2 separate regions of the Zea mays genome follow, and region 2 is linked to region 1. A link is a contact called in public Hi-C data. All regions are on one chromosome and are shown on one strand. Each heading gives the region's core, a stretch centred on a gene start, on an enhancer-like site or on the middle of the called end of the contact. The rest is flanking DNA. Distances are from core to core; before and after follow the strand shown. Region 1 holds the start of LOC103653994 (protein NRT1/ PTR FAMILY 7.3). Region 2 has its middle 5.5 kb from the start of LOC109945577.

Region 1 (4,212 bases), core at 1,190-3,689:
CAGAACCCCATGACCCACCGCCCCGAGTCCTCGTAGTACACCAGCACCGTGTTGGAGAGCAGGGAGCCGACGTTGAGCGCCAGGTAGAAGTAGCTGAAGAAGGCCACCTTGGAGCGCGCCTCCTCGGGGTCCGTCTCGTCGAACTGGTCCGACCCGAACGTCGCGATGGAAGGCTGGTACCCTCCGTTGCCGAACGCGATCATGTAGGTGGACAGGTAGAACAGCGCGACGCCGGGCGCCGACGGCCCGTCGCAGTGCGCCTTGACGCCGCCGCAGCCGGACGGCTTCACCAGCAAGAGCCATGACGCGAGCGACAGGACCACCAGCCCCTGAGCATCCAAAGAACAAACACAGGCTAGTATAGTAAGAACAGTAGTGCGCCGACAGAAACATGCATGAGACTGATGGCGGTTGATCAGCATCTGAAGACGATCGCACGCACCATCACGTAGATGATCTGGAAGACGGCGCACGTGACGTATCGGCCCCAGTAGGAGTCGCTGAGGAAGGCGCCGATGAGCGAGAAGATGTAGACGGTCCCAGTCCACTTGCTGATGCTGTTGGCCGCCTCGGCGTTGCCCTGGTGGAGCACCCGGCGCAGGAACACCACGAGGTTCACGCCGACGCCGAAGAAGGCGCACGTCGCGAGCCCATAGTTAGCTGCATCGGTAACAGAGACGGAAAGGGTTGCGGCGATAAATTACACAGTTGAATTAACTGTTCGAATCTGGAGTTCTTTACAGAATCAGAATCTAGTAGCTAGCAATCATGTACAGAGGCCAGAGGGAAGCATTACTCATCAGGCATCATGTGAGATGTTTACAACATCTCTCTCTCTCTTTCTTTCTTTCTTTCTTTCTTTCTTTCTATTTTTTAAATAAAAAACAAGCTTTTACCTAGCAGCAGGATGGCAGATCTCCATCTTCCGGTGGTTGTCTTGACAGCTGGGTTTCCTCGCCTGTCCATGGACCCATCTTCAGTGGCGGGAGAGATCCATTTGGAATCAACAGTGGTAGCATCCATCAGCCCTGTCCAGTGTCCAGTGAGTTTATTAGTTTCTACTGTGTATTTTAGCTGTTTAGTTCAGGATACTGTTCCACAGCAGTCCTGGTCCTGCATATGTATATTTCAGTTCCATGCATGATGTGGAAACTCAGCAACTGTTCCGACCAAAATGAACCTGTTAATTACGACTGCATGTGAACTCTGAAATGCGTAGTACACACTACATATCTCTAACAGGATACTTTTTTTATCGCTCGATTTTATTCCCCGCGTCCTCCTCCTCAGGAGTTTCTGCAGTCTTCCGTCTTCTCCTAACGAAGCGTTGAGCCGGCAAGATTTGTTTAACCTGTGAATGTGATATGCCATGTCTCATGTCGTTAGGGACGACCAAGTAGCAATAGATTACTCAGTGCAGTAGGCTTCCCACACTCATAAGCATATAACGCTTCCTAACTCTGATTTAGATCGACATACAGCTATTGATTAATTGTATTAAAGTATAACGAAGCTGAGCAATGCAAAAGACGATGTCTTTTTTTTCTGCCCCTGAATCAAGTGCACTAGCACTAGCGGGAAAACACAAGCAGAGACGGCCGGCCATCGTATGCCGTCGTCGTCAGCTGGCTCTCTTGGCATGATCTGCTGCTCTCTGTCTCTGCACGTATCAATACCAGACAACACACTGCTTCCGGAAACGAAGCAGCTACCTGTGCGTCAGGCCAAAGCATCGTGTAAACCATGCACGCGCATACAGTGGTATAGGCATAGTAGTAGGCTCGGCAAATGGTATAGTAGCGCGGCAGTGCAGGGACAGGGAGCGTACTCTTACACAGACCAGCGATTCCTACACTTCCGTTCCTAGTCGTATCGCAGATTAAGCACGACGGACAGATAACTTGATGGCAACTGTGAGATCATCGTCGGTACCTCTAATTAACTCTGACGGATTAATATAATAAGCATGTACGTACGTACGTACGTACACGCGTACCTTCGTTGATAAACCCTCCGGTGCGACCACGCAGCAACTCCGGCGACGGGGACGATAGTAGTAGGCACGTCAAGAACGAGAGCGGACCCAGTACCTGTACCGCGACGACGACGCCGGCAAGGCCTCCAGTCATTTACCGGACAAAAAACTCCCAGTAGAAGTGGCGGCGGCCGGTGATCAGCACTCTCTCTCTCTCTCTCTCAACAAGTATCGAGTACCTTCGTGCAGCTAGTGCAGTGGCCAACGATCACTGATCTCCTCTCCACTGGCGGCACGGCAATGCAGCAGCAGACGCCGAGTGGGGAGCGGATAGGAGGTGCGGGGGTTCGGGGGACGCACGGCCGCGTATTTATGAAGAGAAAGCTGGGAGCCGGAGGCCGGAGGGGGGCAGGGGCACGCACGACCCGGCCGACCGGCACCGGAGTAAGTGTTGGTGGCGGTGTTCGTTTTCTCCTGCGACCTGCGGCGGGTAAAAGACCCCCGCCGAGGCGCCGACGCATGTGACAGCGTGCATAGGCCGTGTGCCAGCTGTTTTCTACTTTTCTTGAACCCATTTCCCACAACCCAGAGCCCCTGTGTCGATTTTGTAAGCATAAGAAGCAGCAAGAAAATGCATAGCAAAAGGTGGTGGCAAGCCACACACACTCCATTCTTTATGAAACCTAAGCAAAAGAGAGAATTAATGGTGTCTAAAAAAAAATGAAAATCCTCGATAGTTGAAGGGCTCCAAATTTGAAGGAATGGAAGCTAACAAGGTTGAAGAGACATGATTATCACATAATCATGGAATGGCTCCTTCCGTTAATGCTTCATGGGTACTTGGATAAAGTCGTGTGTAAGGCGCTAGTTGAGCTAAGCTAATTTAATAGATAGCTTTGTGCTATTTTTCTAAATATGATAGAACGGGTATAGAAAGAGATTCATCTGGTCCTCATATGCAAGTTCAGAAAAAAAATCCCTCTGGATGGTTCAATAAAATAAAAACATTTACTTATCCATCCATATGAAGCTAAGATAGGCTGCCTATGCAATATAAATGGATGTATCATATTAAAAGAGCCTTAAAGTAGCTTAGACCAATGATAGGCAATGAGGCGAGTGTAAACCGGTGCATCTTAGAATAATTTAAATTCAAATACAGTTGCATATTTCACGAGTGTATACTTCAAAGATTAACACAATGCTAATGCACCTACTATGTGGTATAATGTATATAAAGACCATCCTTCTAACGACCTTATTTTTTTTCAACAGAAGGGAAATACTCCTAGTGCTTGCATGACCCACATGTCAGTCATAAAAATGGAAGTTTTATTTGTTTTACATGTACATAATTCTGGATGAGACGTGATAATATTTTAAGTAAGAGTTTAGTTCATCGACCTTAATTTTATTTCATGAAGGATTGGAGTCTTTTTTTCATTGGTCTTATTATTTTTTTATATATTTTCTGTACAGCGAGTTTGATTCAGAAAACTTGAATCCAAACATGAACCTACATCGAAGCAACTACATATTATGTGTCGTGAAGAAATATGAGGGGTTACAAATTCCATAGCCGACAAAAATTAGCTTTTTTCCGTCGGCCTTTTCTAATCGACGAAATTAACCACTTTTCATCGGCTGCTCACAAAAAATAGATACTATTCATCTATACATTTACATGAGTTAAATGATGACAGAATTAGACTATGCCCACAGAAATTTGTTATTTTTACAAGTGACACGTAGTTTCGTTAATCTTTATCCGACAAAAGTTATTTATATTATTGTTGGGGACTTGTGGTTGTAGGAGCGGCCACGGAAGGCGGCAATGGAATGTGAAAATAATTGTACCAGAGCCGGGGCAGGTCTTGGTGTATGTTTAGGTTAGAAAATCTACTAGAAATCATCTAGGAAATTCTATTTTATTCAACGGTCATAACAAAAGCATGCTTATTGTCATGGCCATAAATTTGTCAACAAATAGGAGTATCTAGTAGCAAGCATATATAATGTTGTTTTTTTTCCTTTCCTAAATTAATTGACCTCGACGTGAGTGGTCGGAACACAAACACGAGAAGAAAGGCTGGGACAGAGCGGAAAGCTAATAAAATGGTGTTCACGTGAAAAATAAACAAGGTAACCTATTCTACATAAGAAATTAATCGAATCCGTCGCTGTTGGTATCTCGTGGAAATGGCTACCTGACTGACAGACGCACGTTATCTGCCCCT
Region 2 (4,212 bases), core at 829-3,328, 160 kb after region 1:
GCCCTGACTTGAACCGTGCTTATCAGCCGTTGATGGTTTGTTCTGAAGATGTTTTTTGGCCAGATTAAGGAGCATTGGGGTACCCCTAATTACGGTACCCGACAGAAGGCTATCCTTTCCTTCTGTCGGGTGGCGCACCGGACAGTCCGGTGCACCACCAGACAATCACTGTAGATGGTCCGGTGCTGATCTCTTTCCTATTCTGGCGCAGACGACCGTTGCAGATTCGTGACAGTTGGCGCACCGGACACTGTCCAGTGCACACCGGACAGTCTGGTGCCCCCTGCCGACCGTTGGCGTGGGCCACGCGTCGCCCGCGGATTGTGCGGCCGACCGTTGCGCAGTCGACCGTTGGCTCACCGGACAGTCCGGTGCACCACCGGACAGTCCGGTGAATTTTAGTCGTACGCCGCTGATCCTCTTCCCGAGAGCGACGAGTTCGCCGCAGACGACTCACCGGACAGTCCGGTGAATTATAGTCGTACACCGTCGTCGAGTCCCGAGAGCGGCCTGTTCACCGGAGGCTGGCCTGGCGCACCGGACACTGTCCGGTGCACCACCAGACAGTCCGGTGTGCCAGACCAAGCTGGACTTTGGCTGTACACAGCCATGTCTTGCAATCCTTTCTTTTCCTGTTTCTAGCACTTAGACAATATATGTTAGTACTCAAAACAATATACTAAGTCTAGAAAGATACCTTATTACATGATTTGCACTTCTTGCTTTTTTGGCATATAATCAACTCACTTAATATGTGTTGGACACTTAATCACCAAAACAAATAACCTAAAGACACATTTCCCTTTCAGTAAGTTCTAGTTCATAATACATTTCGAGTAGAGATACTTATCGACGAACCTGAGCTGAAGGAGGTGTCGGAGCATGTAATCCCCACTGAGGCTTCGACGACTGAAACTGAGGAAAAAAATGAATGGTTGCTGTTGTGTCTGCTCTGAAAATCAAGACTGTTGCAAATGCAGTATATTAGTTATAGGACAAATATATATGACCGTGTTGAGAATAAATAATACACTCACGATCATTGCATGTTGTTGCGCCCGTGCATGGTAGGGCACTACCGTCGTCGAAAATAGCTGCGACCGCTGAAAAAAATGCTCATTGTTCCTGTTGTGCAATTTGTAGAGCATGCAGGCAACCCTAAACCCCTATATCGGTCCAACCCAGTTGATCGGTTATTGCCGCTGCTGTGTGTAGGTTGGTGATGAGTGTGTTATATGAGTATCTCGACAATGACACTTGTTAATCCGATGATATATCTGGAACTAGCGCTTCTACTGTGCTCGGTCACAATGTTTCTCCGCACATCGTCGCGAACATGGTATATAGAAACCAAATAGAAATGCATAAGCACCTCACCAGTATTCCGTCCATTCCAATTTAAAATTTGTTTGATGTAAGTTTGACCGGCCTATCTTACTAAAAAAATCATAATTAATGTTAATTGTTTGATGTGATATTGTTTAGCATATAATATACTTTTTAAAATATAACTTTAATTTTTTTATTTTTTCTAAATAATTGAACAGGACGAGTCGATCAAACGTGACACAGAAAAAAGTCAAACGAACGTGCCTTTTCTTTTGTGAGCTAAGCCATTTCGGTCGTTATATATATATATATATATATATATATATATATATATATATATATATATATAGTTAAAATATCGCTTATTTTAGCCGCCTCCTGCAAGAGAGAACGTAATAACTAGGTTACGTTGGTTGGACCCACTATGCTATATGCTATCTAAACCCTGATGTATGTCGCCTTCCTCTCCCTGCTATGCTATCTATATCGTCAGCTTCGCGCGCAGCAGGCTCGATCTCTGCGCGCTCGGCGGTACAGCTCACGCACACCTTTGGTACGGACCAGAAGCGTCGCCGTCCGTAGACGTAGAGACTAGAGAGCCCAAAGCGAAACCTTTCACTGCCAACTCTCCGTGGCCGGGCAAAGTAGAAAGGAATCTTGCAAAACTCCAAGCGCAGCTAGCAGGTGAGTGGTGACCGGTCCGGTGGGTTGGGTGTCGTCTTGGGATGAGCCGTGCGACGCTAGCTAGCCTGCATGCATGACGCATGATGCATGCACCCACGCAACGCAGTCACGTCGCACGGTGAGTGAGAGGCCGAGCCCGCACGCGCTACGGACAGGGCCTCGCCGCATCGATCGGAGTATATATATGGTTGTAGACTGACATCAACAGTAGAGCCAGCCAAGCGTGATAAGCTATCACCCACCTGGGTCCAGCAGACGGATCGCTGTGCTGCTGGACTGTTCTGTTGCGCTATCGCATACAGACATATAGAGAGAGAGAGAGCGCTGTATATATGGTTCCCAGCTGTTGGCGTCGTTTGGGACGGTAGCGCACCCCGCACACGGACTTTTCTCCGCGGGGCGTGTGCCTAACTTTAATTAATTTGCTGATGCCCCTCCGCTTTGGACTTTCTTCGTTCCTGGATGCAATGCAACGCAACGCAACGGAGGGCAGGGGCTGATGAACAAACACTACGACGTTCGCCCGTGGAAAAGACACACACTGATGAAGTGGTGGATGAGACATTGGCAACGTCACAACGCCATCACCGTGCATGCATGGTTGTGGACTTGTGGTTGAGCGTCAGGGCGGAGAACTTCCGACGATGGACCAGAGACCGGCCGGACTACTATTATACCAGAACCCAAGCGACAAATTGGGTGGGCAACTGGGGAGATAGTCGCCACGGCGTCCTCCGTGCCGACAGTCGGACACACACACACCACCGATCCATGACGCGCATGCATCATCTATTAATTCATCTGTTGTCCAGACTGCGGACACACACAACATATGCAGATGCAGCCACTGCACGTACGGGCACGGGCCCGCACTACACCAAAACCCTACATTGCCTACAGTTTTTTAACTTCCTGCATCTTTTATAACAAACACTAGGAAATCAATAACTTTCGAGAGGCAACTGGTAGCTCCCTACGGTATTTTATAAAAGCTGTACGAAGTCAGCTTTCACATGCTGACCCTTATGTTTGGTCAAACGAGCCGCTAACTTTCTACGACCGCCTCTAGGAAGTTAGCATGACCTCCTCTGAAGTTAGCTTTCAACGTTTAACCAATCAAACGAAAAGCTAGCTTCCTACGGCCTGCTCTAGGAAGTAAGATTCTCCTGCTAACTTCCTACGACTTCCTCTAAAAAGTTAGCTTTCATTTGCTGATCCGCGGGTGCGGTCAAATGAGTCGTTAACTTCCTACGGCCGCCTCTAGAAAGTTAGCTGTCCATGCTAACTTCCTACGGCCTCCTCTAGGAAGTTAACTTTCAGCTTTTGACCAGTCAAACGAAAAGCTAACTTCATACGACCTCCTCTAGGAAGTTGGCTTTCAGCTTTTGACCAGTCAAACGAAAAGCTAACTTCCTACGGTCTGCTCTAGAAAGTTAATTAAGGGCCTGTTTGTTTACCCCCATGGATTATATAATCTGGATTATTTTTGGAGGATTATATAATCTGGATTATATAATCTGGATTTTATAATCTGAGTAGTCCTGTTTGTTTACCCAGATTATTTGAGTTGTTAATAGGATTCTTTTGTATGAGGAAGACAAGAATGCCCTCTATATTTGTACTAGGTTGAAACTCATATATGAAAAAAATAATAATTCAATTGACATCGGCAAATATTGCATTAGCAATATTATCACGGAAGGCATTCATGTCACCTTCTTCATCCCAAATTGATTAGTACTAGGCGCAAAAACGATTCGGTGGATTATAATGGCAATGGTGGGTAATTTCTAGAAAACTTGAAAGTGTAGTGGGAAAGTGGGAAAAAAATAATCTGAAATAAGCACCTCCTCACTTGCTTATGGATTATCATAATCCAAGGGGTTAGATTATATAATCTGGACAAATAAGCTGGACTGTTTGTTTGACTCTTAGGATTATTTAATCCAGATTATATAATCTGTTGTCACACCCGGATTTCGGGGGTCCAAAACCCGGGCGCGAACATAAACACCAGGTGTGCTGGGACCAAGTCTCACACATATGATGCATAGTGGCACAGGATCGAATGTCACATCTTTACTATATAACAGGAGTTCTGTACAAAAATAATTAAATAATTACATCATATGAGGAAACGATCCAGCAACCCAAAGTTGACTGGCAGACGACGGCCTAGATCTCTCACGAACACATCAC

The links. A called contact is a pair of places that touch in the nucleus more often than the background predicts.
Region 2: a contact with region 1 is called in a Hi-C map of leaf, with 3 times the contacts expected there. The contact joins the enhancer-like site here to the promoter of LOC103653994 in region 1. A contact is called at or near these places in 10 of 25 Hi-C or Micro-C datasets (bundle sheath, ear, leaf and 3 more).

What each region holds. Positions count from the first base shown.
Region 1 is chr4:167,486,768-167,490,979 of Zm-B73-REFERENCE-NAM-5.0, forward strand. LOC103653994 (protein NRT1/ PTR FAMILY 7.3) reads right to left here and starts at 2,440. Exons shown (of 5, transcript XM_008680816.4): 1 at 2,215-2,440; 2 at 1,997-2,090; 3 at 897-1,028; 4 at 443-660; 5 at 1-329. The coding sequence starts at 1,023.
Region 2 is chr4:167,651,708-167,655,919 of Zm-B73-REFERENCE-NAM-5.0, forward strand. No RefSeq gene overlaps it. Among protein-coding and RNA genes, the nearest start is that of LOC109945577, 5.5 kb to the right of the region's middle. Within about 2 kb of position 2,079, at least 17 of the 20 cell types and tissues checked have an H3K27ac peak or open chromatin away from gene starts, as enhancers often do. A contact at or near this core is called in bundle sheath, ear, leaf and 2 more, where this site is marked.